Regions from separate parts of the Mus musculus genome. Here region 1 is linked to region 2. The links are chromatin contacts, called in public HiChIP or PLAC-seq maps. All regions are on one chromosome and are shown on one strand. Each heading gives the region's core, a stretch centred on a gene start, on an enhancer-like site or on the middle of the called end of the contact. The rest is flanking DNA. Distances are from core to core; before and after follow the strand shown.

Region 1 (5,538 bases), core at 418-2,917, 110 kb before region 2:
TAGAAATCTCCCTGTGGCTTCCCATTACTCAGAAAGATTCTTCTTTTAAAATATTTTATTTACTTATTCGTTTATTATGTGCTACAGGGTTGCTACACGTGCCACAAGCACCATGAAGATTAGAGGACAGCTTGCAGGAGTTGGTTCTCCCCCTTCCACCGTGCTGGTTCCAGGCATGAAAATCAGGTGGTCAGGCTTGGTGGCAAATATCTTTACCCGCGGAAACATCTCTGCAGCCCAGAAAGTCCATTCCTGTTAGTCTCCTCGCCTCACTGTGGTCTATCTTGACACTCCTAATGCTTATCTTTTTTATGTTTGTTTGTTTTTAACCTTGACCTACACCGTCTTTCCTTTGCCAGACTATGACTCTTTGAGGTCAAAGATTTCAACTCTTTATCCTGGGTCTCCAGCATCAACCATATGCCGCTTGGTCAAGCAGCAGAACGGGTGCTTGGCAAATGTTGAATGAAGAATGACCAAGTGCACAGGTAAATAACTAGCCAGGGAACAAAACACCCTTCTGCAGCCAGCTCAAAGCCACTCCAGATAATCCTTCTCTTTTTCTATTTCTCCCATATCAGAGTCAGCCGTTTCATTCCTGTGACGGCAACCCAGGACAGTCTTAGGGGAAAAAAAACCAGCTTTTCACAGAACACCTCTGGAGAGGCAATTCAGGTTTAAAGAGATCCACATGGCATGTAGTGGTGACTAGGTCAAGCACTATAGATCTTCTTAGAACACTTCTTTGACTAGAAGCCGAGTTTTTCCTGTGATAGTGTTTAGGAGAGTGGGTATCAGATGACAGACTTTAGACTGTGTATTCTGACATCTTTCCATATAAAATATGTTTTTTTTAAAGACTGTATATAGAGTTGTCATGTAACCTTCACCCTGTTCCCTCAGTGTGGAAAAGATCACAAGCGGGACCTAACAGTTGGTACAAGTGACATTCCTACTCCAGACTTAGTTTTAAATGCATGTGTGTGTGTTTGCATACTTTACAGTTCTGATAACAGCTCCTTGCTTTCCCCCACTCCCCCCTCCCCCCCCCCCCCCCACTCCGGAGAGCACCAGAGGAAGGGGCCCAGGCTGATCTATCCCAGCACAGGACTTGGCTCCTGATGGCACCTGTGTGGCTTATATTCTTCTCATGTGCAGAGCAGGTGACCGATTATCGTCCACATACTCACTTAAACTTGCAGTCAGCACGTGTGCAAGCTGCAGGAACAACATTTTAAGGCAGAAAAGCAGAGCATGAAGCATCTATTATTTTAGAGGCCAAAAGTTGGCCATTTTCCCCAATTGTGAATTGGCAAACCGGCTAATTGCTCCAAAGCGACCCTGGAATCGAGCTGTGATCGCCGGAAAGCGCAGCTTTTAGGACCCCATCTTTCACCCCTGGGCTGAGGAAGTGGGAAGACTTCGCAGGGGCCCAGGGCTCCTCCTGCTTTCTTTCACCCCCACTTTCACCCCTTTCTTCCTTGGGGCCGGACTGTTTCACCCCGTCTCCAGGCAACAGCCAGGCGCGCCAGGCGGGACGTCATTTCCTGAAGAGCCCGCGGGGGGACGGGGCGGGGAGGGGGAGGGGCGAGGGGGCGGGGCCAAGTCCCGGCTGGCGACGGCGGCGGCGTCGGAACTCGCTGGAAGACTCAGCCCAGAGCTGCTCAACAGTTCGCAAAGTCCGGGCTCCCGGCCGCGTGGCTCCGTGTGCGCCCGGGCGGCGTTGGGGCGCGGGGGCCCGGGCTGCTGCATGGTGGGCGGCCCGGGACATGCCCCGCACCCCCCGCCGGACGCCCGCGTGGCTCCTCTGGCTGCGACTGCTCCGGACTCTGAGCCTAGATTGACCGGCGCCCTAACTTCTTTCTGACTTTGGGGTCCCCCAGCCCTAGAGGAACGGGCATCTCGGCTGGGGGAGCCCCGGACATGGTGTGACGGGGCGGGCGGCGTGGCTGCGCCCCCCACTGCGGCCACGCACGGTCCCCGCGCCTTCCGGCATGTAGCTGCTGTTCTCGCTCCCCCCGGCCTCCAGCCGCAGTCTCCACGACCTCCGGCCTCCAGGCGCCAACTCTTTGTCCCCCCAGGATCCCGCCGCGGTCCTCAGGATTGCAGCCGCCGTCTCTTCGTCCTCCGAATTCCAGTTTCACCTGCCTTCGCGCCCCTGGGACACCAGCCGCTGTCCCTGCCACCTCCCCAGGATCCAGCCAGCGCTCTAGCTCACCTGCACCTCCCCAACCCACCCTGCAGCCGTCGTCTCCGCTCTCCGGGCCAGTCTAGACTGCAGCCGGTGACTCCGCGTCTACCCCAAACCCAGACTCCAGCCGTGACCTCCGCGCCCCGGGGAATCCAGCTGTCGCGCCTCTGGCCGCAGGTGCAGCTGCCGCCCCGCGCCGCGCGCCCCGAGTGCGGCCGGGCCTCGGCGGGGAGATGAACGCACAGCTGGACGGCCTGTCGGTGAGCTCGTCCTCCACCGGCTCGCTGGGCTCGGCGGCGGCGGCGGCGGGCGGCGGCGGGGGCGCGGGGTTGCGGCTGCTGTCTGCCAACGTGCGCCAGCTGCACCAAGCGCTCACGGCGCTGCTGAGCGAGCCCGAGCGGGAGCAGTTCACTCACTGCCTCAACGCGTACCACGCGCGCCGCAACGTCTTCGACCTGGTGCGCACCCTGCGCGTCCTGCTGGACAGCCCGGTCAAGCGGCGTCTGCTGCCCATGCTGCGTCTGGTCATCCCGCGCTCCGACCAGCTGCTCTTCGACCAGTACACGGCCGAGGGCCTCTACCTGCCAGCCACCACCCCCTACAGGCAGCCCGCCTGGGCCGCTCCCGACGGCGCGGGGCCCGGGGAGGTGCGACTCGTGAGCCTGCGGCGCGCCAAGGCCCACGAGGGCTTGGGCTTCAGCATCCGCGGGGGCTCGGAACACGGCGTGGGCATCTACGTGTCTCTAGTGGAGCCGGGCTCCCTGGCAGAGAAGGAAGGGTTGCGGGTCGGGGACCAGATTCTGCGCGTCAACGATAAATCTCTAGCCCGGGTGACCCACGCGGAGGCTGTCAAGGTAGGGCTGTGGTTTATGGGAGCGTTAGAGGACAGTACAGGCAGTTTAGTGCTCCCTCTTCGGTTGCCTGTGCTGCTATCTTTTATACCAAATCGCCTGACCTTTCTGGTCTTTGTTGTTGGTTTATTTTTGCCTCCCTGACCGGATTTTAAAAGAGGAACATTTAATTTGTGGCGCAGATCGGTGTTCTGAGCACGGAGGAAATGGTTATTCTTGCCTTAGGTGACCTAAAGGCTAAGGCACATACACAGTATAACATAAGCAAATGCCTGGTCATAAAATGTGAAAAGGGCTGTGGATCCTTACAAGTGTTAGAAAAGAGCCCCTGCTTGACATTGGGTAATTGATGCTCTCCCCCCTCCAGACCCCCCCCCACCCCCCCCATCTTTATTGCTGCTGTGCTGTTTTCTGGATCCTGTAGGCTTTTTGCCGCTGAAAGTTAGTTCTGCCCCACTGCTAGTAACCCAGGAGGAGGCTGGGTAACCACAGAGCTGGGGCTGATCCTTCTATTTGTGGACTAACCAGTGTATGCTGGAACAAGCCAGACCAGAGAACTGGCGCCTAACTTTGTTGCAAACTTGGCTTCTCCCTGACCATGAACCCAGAGTCCCATGAAACTGAGCACGGTTTTTCTTGGATCTGTCAATTGAGAAAAATAACCTCACCACAACCAGCTAGTAGGAATCTAATCCATCTGTCTGGAGGAGCATTCATGCTTGCTAATCTTATCACCCAGGGTGAGTGAATGCCAGCCAGTTGGAGTATGAGCTACAGTGTTTGGTCCGTGGGTGGATCCAAGGAGCTTTCTCTCATAAGTATTTAGCCTGAGCCCTACTGCTTATTAAACAAGAAGTGAGGAGTTTGAAGGAAAGGAACGGCAGCATCCATCCTGTACGGAGAAATGCTTGCTCCAGGTTTGGGTTGACCTGTGGTGTGAGCCCCTCTCACCCCATTCTCTGGTCTCCTGGTCCACCTCATCCAGATGTACCAAACAGGGCGCACTGGCTGCTGGGAAACTCCTAGGCAGCAAAAGTCCTGGGCTGCTTGCTGTGTGGTGTTCAGTGGCTCGTGGCCAGGCGAGTTGGGCTGAGTGCTTGTGTGTGCGCCTTGGATACCACCATCTGTCTCTGACACTGGCCTGTCTAGTTTGCTTCTCTACTCAGAGACCCCTTTTGGGAGGTCCCTGAGGTTTCTGAAAAATTCTCTCCCTTTCTGGAGAAAGCCTAATGGACTTTGATTATTCTGGGGACCAGCAGAGAAAGCTCTTTGTGGGCTTCACATTCTCCCATACCCCTCTCCAAACATCTTCTCCTCTTTATCTTACATCCCATATATCTAAGAAGAAATATTCCATTAGTGTTCTCCTAAGAGGTCCAAGTTCTCAAAATGATAAATTTATACTCTAAAGAGACTCGATCCAAATGTCATTTATAAACATGGATTCAAGCTTAGTGGCAATTTACAGAGCCTGCAGTCACTTAATCATAGCTAGGTGAGAGACTTTGAAAAGGCTACCTGGACATGAGTAACACAGGCCCGTTCTTCAGTTTACACCTCAGATCTGGCTGGAACATTCAGTTTCTGGCCTCAAAGAGGACACTGTCAGGACCGTGTGCCTCAACTTCCCTGAGCTGCTCCAGGGTGCTGCTGTGCTGTGTGCTCAAGGGAGCACCTAGCACCTAGCACCAACTCCTGCATCCTGCTTGCAGAGGGACACCTCCTCTCTCCTAGCATAGTTTAGGAAGCCTGCAATGAACACTTACCCTGAGGTTGAATGGGATAGGAACAGGAGCATCCTTGAACTGTGACATCTGCAACCCAGGAGCCTGTGTGAGCAGAGCTGACTCGCAAGTGCAGTGTGTTTCTGGCCCAGTGGAGCCCCTCTTGTAACCAGTGTCAGACACATGGTCTTAGGGCCCTTCAGAAGCATCAGGCAAAATGGGTGTTGTTTCATCCAAAACCCAGGTAATGAAGAGGACAGGATTTACAGTGATAACATAGGACAGCGGACACCTCTGCAGGGCTGTGTCATGTGCACATAAACACCTGGAGAACTGTTGACATAGTTGTACAAAATGTAGAAAGTCCCTTCTCTGAGATCCAGGAGACACAAGTGGCCATCACGTGGGAATTCTGTATGTGGGGTCAGCCACAAGCTGTGGGGCTCAGAGGGCTCCAAATGGTCCTAGCTGGGCTCCAGGCTTCTTTCAGTGTCCCTGAATATTCACAAGTATCTTGCTTCTGTCCCAGAACCCCCCTGTTTTATTTAGTAGAAGACACTTTTCAGTTTTAAAAAATCTGTATTTTTCGTTTATGATGCAGAAAGGAAGTTAAAGCTCAGAAGTCTCCCAGAAGAGAGATTAATTCTATGTATACATATACGACAGAACGAGAATCCAATTAAAATAAAGTCTAAGAATAAAAGTGTTGGAGCCCCTGGGCTTCAAAGAGGAACACAGCTTTTAAGAGAAGGGTCAAGTAAACAAAGTTTAC
Region 2 (5,961 bases), core at 929-3,428:
TTCCCACTCCGAGGTCCCCCGGTCATGTGCTGACCTCATGCCTTCAGCCACTTTTGGGGAACACGGGTGTAGTCTATCCTAGCAAGAAGTTGAAAAGGGCCTGCCTGTCTCCATGCCTGTGGCCCTGCCAGGTGCAGGCAGGACCCTTCCCACATGGTCTTCTAGACACATCTATTGGGTTACATCTGTGGGGCTGTGAGCAGACCTTTTGGAAGACAATAACTCCCACTGATGTCTTTAGGTGACCCAGAGCTCCGAGCATTGAGAGGGAGTCTGAGGACAGGCCTGGGGAGAGCTGCAGAGAGGGCTCCCAGGATAAACTGTAGGAGATGCTGGATGGTTCAGCCTCCCTCTGCTGCTCTCTGAAATGATAACTCTTTGGCCCAAGAAAAGAGTGAGTTCTGTTCGAGTGATTGCACTGAAAATGGCCCATAATTCCCTCCACCCCAGCCTCATTGCCATTTTGGGAGTAACTGGGGCACAGCTCAGGGTCCCAACTTGCAGGGGAGAACAGGGGATCAGGGCCCACAGATGCTTCAATTTCTGAGTTCCATGTTCTCTACCAGAAGATGTTCTCCACAAAGTCCACCTGAACGGACCTGAATTAGGAGAAACCTGAATGAGAGGTTCTGGATCCCATCGGCTTCCTGTCTCTCACAGGGATCTTTGAACATGACTTCTCTAGCACCTGCTGAGGCTCTGGCCAGAGCCCAGAACAATGTAGGGGGCAGGGCTGGGCCCACCCAAGAGGGAACCAGGCTGGAATACACCCTCTGTGGTGGGGAACTGGGAACCACAGTCCGATGGAACTGAGACCAACATCAGCTGAACCAGAATCCAGTCCCAGACTAAGGGTGTCCCCTCCACTTGCAGACAAAAGGCTAAGCTGTGAGTGTCCTAGAGCAAGTGTGAGACACAAAGGTGGCACGTCCCCGTGGATCTGTCTGTTCTTTGCAGATGGTATAGTTTCCTCAGGTCTGGGATCCCTAGATCTGGTCCAGCATGGTGTGTGGGACAAGCCTACAGACAGGCAGGCCATGGTGATAGGAGAATATCCACTGGTGATTCTGTTAACTGCTATCCTAAGTCATTTACAACTGGGCACAGAGATAACCTCTCTGTCACATAAAACCTAGCAGGGTCACACAAGGTAGAGGTGCCCGAGCTAGGTTTTGACCCTGAACACTGGCTGCAGGGCCCATGGCTCACTTACTCTGACAAAGCCAAGCCAGCAACGCTCACCGAATCTGCAGCCAGAAAAACTGCCAGGGAAGGCCGAGCTTAGATCTAGGAGCGTCTAGGAACCACACAGTCTGGGGAGCATGGGCTAGGGGACCAGGACTAATTAGGAGTCATGGGTGGGCTTTACTCTGTGTGCTGACTCTAGAATCTGTGGTGATGTCACCACTCGCTGTCCTATTGCGACTTCCTCCCAGCTCCTGTCTCGGCTTTAGGGGGATGTGAAACCGGTGAGGAGACAGAAGCCACCCTTAAAGGAATTGGGGATGATGTCAGCACCTTTCGTGAAGTGTGTTCTGCTGCCACTCTGGAGCAGAAGCTCCTGATGGGGTTCAGTGTATATGGGGGGGGGGGGGCGAGGGCGGCTGTGTTTTCTTCCCACCCCTTTTGCCCCATTCATAGAGCTCATTACCATTTTAAAGGCTTGAGACCCCATCTGTGCCCAGAATACTCATAGGTTTAACCCCATGTTTCCCAAACTCGCTGGTCCACCCTGCACAGAGTCCCTAGGGCTTCTGAGTGTCACTGCATGGCAGTGTCACTGTCTGTCCAGAATGGCAGGTCATGGCAGGCACAGGCCCTACGGCTCAGCAGTTGCTAAGTGCCCTCCCTACTCCCTACTTCCTCTGGATGGCCAGGGCCTCACAGTCCTGGGGCTCTGTCTCCCTCGTTTCCATCCTCTGTATCTGGAAGCTGCCAGGTTCCTGCTGCTCCTCAGGTGGGGCCTTGGCACAGTGGGCGGGGAACACAAGAGGGCAGGGCCACCCCTGGGATTTGGGTCACCTCAGGAAGAAAAGGGTGTTGATAGGCAGGCCCCCACAGGCGAAGCTGAGCAGATGGCCCAGAGGATTATGAAAATCCAGCTTTGTTCTCAGCTAGGGAGGCTCAGGCAGGGGGAGGCAGTGTCACCAAATTACACTTGAGACAGCCAGGCTTCAAAGAACAGCTTATGCAAAGGGGCTTCCTGTCTGAAGGCTGTGGAACTCCTAAGTCAGGCCTATCTTCAGCTGCTTAGTCCCGATCATGGGGTGGCAGAGAGCAGTCAGGATAGCCCACCTGAGCTCTTAAATGGGTAGTAAGGCATCATAGGAGTGTATCTTTTTTACTGGTCCACTTTCACGGTGGCCATATTCACATAAGGATAGGGAGGATGTTGAAGATACAGGGATGATGGTTAAGGTTACGGTAATGGTGAAGACTATGATGGTGCTGATGGGAGTGATGTGGTGATGGTACTATTGGTGTTGCGCTGACGACAGGGAGGATGGTGATGGTGGAGATGCTGGTGACTGTATTAGTTACTCTCTTATTGCTATGATAAGATACCATGACCAGCCAACATACAGAAGGAGGGAGTTAGGTGGGTTTATGGCTCAAGGGTCCATCACCATCACGGTGGAGAAGCACAGTTGGCAGTCTGAACAGCAAGCTGAGCGCTCACAGCATAAACTACAAGCAGAAAGCAGAGGGAGCAAACTGAGACTTGCGTGTGGCACTCGAAGCCTCAGCGCTCGCTCACCCCAGTGATACACTTCCTTCAGCAAGGCCACATCGCCTAGTCCTACCCCCCCCCCCCCCACCAAAATGCCACCAGCTGGGACCAAGTATTCAAATTCCAAAGCTATTGGGGACAGTCTCTTCCAGACGATCACAGTTCACAGTGCCAGGTGAGAGCTACCATTTACTTACACTGACTTCATGCACGGTGATGCCAACTGTGCCATCCACTCCAGAACTGAGGTGTATCATGACGGAGCCTGAGTCGGTGCCTGGCCTCTGACTTTGGAGCACACATTAAGCCAAGCAAGCCAGACTGAGTATTTTCAGCTGTGGTTTCCACAACCTCTGTCAGGGCCGGCCCAGCTTGGCTGCTACGGTGTGAAAGCTGCCATTGGTGGCACACGATGGCAGATGTGCCTGCAGCCAGGGAGCCCCTGGATACAAAAGCAGACCCTGGCTCCCCATCTGTGTTCACACCCCTGCTTGGAACCAGGATTCCCTCCTGCTGAGCTCCAGTGTATCCCCCCCCCCCATCAGCTGCCCCCCTCCCTACACACTTCCCACACCATCTTCAAGGTCAGAGCACAACTAGAAGGCTCTGTTTGTGCACGTAACATCTCCTTCCTTCATTCAGACAGCCATCTACTATTTACTGTTTATCATTATCAATGTAGTTATTATTGGAAATATTTCATTAAAACGTTAATGATTATCATATATGTGTTACACACATATAATAACCATCACTAGTAACCATTATTGTTACCAGTGTAAGAGCTAGCTGGTGATCTCTTGTGGCACTTAACTTCTGGGAGTCTAGGGCTCGTAGGGGCTCACAGAGACTGAAGCGTCAATCTCGGAGCCCGCATGGGCCTGTGCTAGGTCCTCTGCATATATGTTATGGTTGCTTAGCTTGGGTTTTTTGTGGGGCTCCTAAAAGTGGGAGTGGGGGGTGTCTCTTACTGTTTTGCCTGCTCTTGGGACCCCTTTTCTCTTACTGGGTTGCCTCGCCAGCCTTGATATGAGAGTTTGTTCCTTGTATTATTGTAACTGGTTAAGCTGTGTTCCATTGATATCTCTGTGAGGCCTGCTCTTTTCTGAAGGGACACGGAGGAGCAGTGGATCTGTGCGGGAGGGGAACTGGGGGGAGGAACTGGGAGGAGTGAGGGAGGGAAGGCTGCTGTCAGGATATATCGTAGGAGAGACGAATTTACAAAAAGAAAAACAGGGAAAGTCATCCCTACCTGCCTCGTTTTCAGGACCTCTGGAAAGACAATAGGAGGCGGCTTTTAAGTCCTCCGCCCAGTGTAGGACCCACTGAAAAGTGGTGTTCGTGATTCCCAGGCTAAGGATGGGGCTCCTGTGTGGTGGAAGGAGGAAGGAGGAAGCCTGGATAACAGATGCGCTGTGGCCTCTTTGCAGTGAGCTCGCCCTGTCTGACTCCTTCCCTCCCTGCCTCCCTCTTCCTCAGGTGCACCTGTATTCAGACCCACCACAGCCCAGTCAGAGCTTCTGCTCGGGGTCAATGCCACAAGGAAGCAAGGTCTTATCCTTCTCTATCCCGCAACCCAGAGTAGCAGAGTGGTGGCCTGACCCTGCCCAGGATCCACAGGCCTCTGAGGCCACAGGTGAGTTGGGGAAGGAGCCAGGGCTTTTAAGCATCCCCCTGCTCATGGAGGGAGAACCTTAGGTCCACCCTGGGGACCATCCAGGGAGAGCCTTGGCTCAGCCACCTGGCCTGTTGGTTCTGTGGCGTGAGCAGTGTTCTCCCTGAGCCCATTGTAGACCCTGAAATGGACACATATGGCCCCAGTTAGTCCTCACACGGAGCTGGTGAGCAACACAAGATTTATAACACCAGCTTTTATAGTCCCGGGATAGTTGGAAGACTTGGGGCTCAGAGAGGCAAAGGTATACTGGGGTCACATAGCTTGGAAAGGAAAGGGCGAGGATTTGAACCTGCTTTTCCATGAATTCGAGCCTGTACTTACAACTGAGTCCATCAATCCCCCAGGCCTGACACCATCCCCTTACAGCTTTGATCTAGGCTAGACCCATACCTCATTTACTCTGGTAGGGGAGCAGCAGCATAGTGGCCAGCCCTCTCCCTACTACTGTGAAGGTTAGGCAGGAAGGGCCAAGCTATAGTTGATATGGTGGTCTGAGGAACCTCAGGGCTTCAACCTCAGCGGACTCGGGGACTGTCCTCAGCCCCAGGGTTCAGCGGCTGTGTATTTCAGGGTGGCCGTTCCCACGAACAGACCTGAGTCCCTCCTCGTCCCCCGGCGTGGCCACTCCAGGGCGGCTTCCTCAGAGCCAGGGCATTGCCACAGACCAGCCCTCCACAGGACAGACCCAGGCACTGACCTCTCAGGCCAGCCGGCTCCTGGCCAAGGTGAGTGAACCCCAGCTTTGTCCCACAAGACACCTCATCCCAAAAGCACGGGGCCTCCACCTGACATTTTCCTCTTTATGACAAACTGCCCCTTCTTCATTTGTTCGTTACCGACGCCAAAACTGTCACCTCTTGAGGTTTTGTAGACGGCACTCCAGCTCAGAGTCGGCTGCAGGTCTTTGTCTACCTTCACACTTGGCTCTGTTCCAAAGGTGTCTAAAGAGACTTAAGAAGACACAACGCCCTAACCACATTCTGAAAACGGAAGTGGGGGGAGCCAAGGCAGAGGGGAAGTCCACACAGAGAAAAGTAAATTAAGCTAGCTCAAAGCCAGTAAACAAGATGTTCTGTTGGGCCCGAGCTCTCAACCAGAATTGCACCTTGGGCTTTGAGCTTCCGGCTGTCCATTACCAACACATAAATACGGTTGTTACATTACCTTGCTTGACCATCCCACCCTTTGGGCCCAGCAGCCACTCACCCGCCTTTGTCTTTTCAGTTTGCGGGATGTGTCAAATAAGTAGAATCAGCCATGTTCCTCCTTCCCCTCTGATTTTTTTGGAGTTTCCTTGGTGTTTTCTGCCTCCTCTGTGGTCCAGCAGTATAACATTCCACTGCCACCATTCTTGGTCCTGTACCTGGGATAGCATTTCCTCTTTGGCAGGCAGGGCACACTGAGCAGATGCAGGGCATGGCTGAGGCTGTCCCACTTGTTGCGCTGTTCACTTCTTGACATTGGGTAGGTTTGAGGGAGGATGGGCTGGGAGTTCAGAGCACACAGGAGCTTAGGACATGTCAAAATGAGACTCCCAGTGATCTCACAGACT

The links. HiChIP or PLAC-seq counts read pairs in DNA pulled down with a chosen protein or histone mark.
Region 1: an H3K27ac HiChIP or PLAC-seq map of double positive thymocytes shows a contact between it and region 2, with 2.5 times the contacts expected there. The contact joins the promoter of Whrn here to the enhancer-like site in region 2. A contact is called at or near these places in 1 of 39 promoter capture datasets (liver), 3 of 15 datasets of contacts at CTCF or cohesin (the NIH/3T3 cell line, large pre-B cells and thymocytes), 16 of 484 Hi-C or Micro-C datasets (B cells, CD4 T cells, CD4 single positive thymocytes and 11 more), 10 of 115 datasets of contacts at active chromatin or transcription factors (CD4 single positive thymocytes, CD8 T cells, double positive thymocytes and 6 more) and 2 of 9 other capture datasets (adipose tissue and liver).

The regions. Positions count from the first base shown.
Region 1 is chr4:63,492,120-63,497,657 of GRCm38.p6, reverse strand. Whrn (whirlin) reads left to right here and starts at 1,667. Exons shown (of 12, transcript NM_028640.2): 1 at 1,667-3,045. The coding sequence starts at 2,425.
Region 2 is chr4:63,385,403-63,391,363 of GRCm38.p6, reverse strand. Akna (AT-hook transcription factor) reads left to right here. Exons shown (of 22, transcript NM_001045514.3): 5 at 4,211-4,367; 6 at 4,980-5,134. It overlaps Aknaos (a long non-coding RNA gene), which reads right to left. Exons shown (of 4, transcript XR_003955426.1): 2 at 3,984-5,961; 3 at 2,929-3,173; 4 at 1-2,688. Among named protein-coding and RNA genes, the nearest start is that of Gm52742, 6.9 kb to the left of the region's middle. Within about 2 kb of position 2,178, at least 122 of the 459 cell types and tissues checked have an H3K27ac peak or open chromatin away from gene starts, as enhancers often do. A contact at or near this core is called in B cells, CD4 single positive thymocytes, CD8 T cells and 10 more, where this site is marked.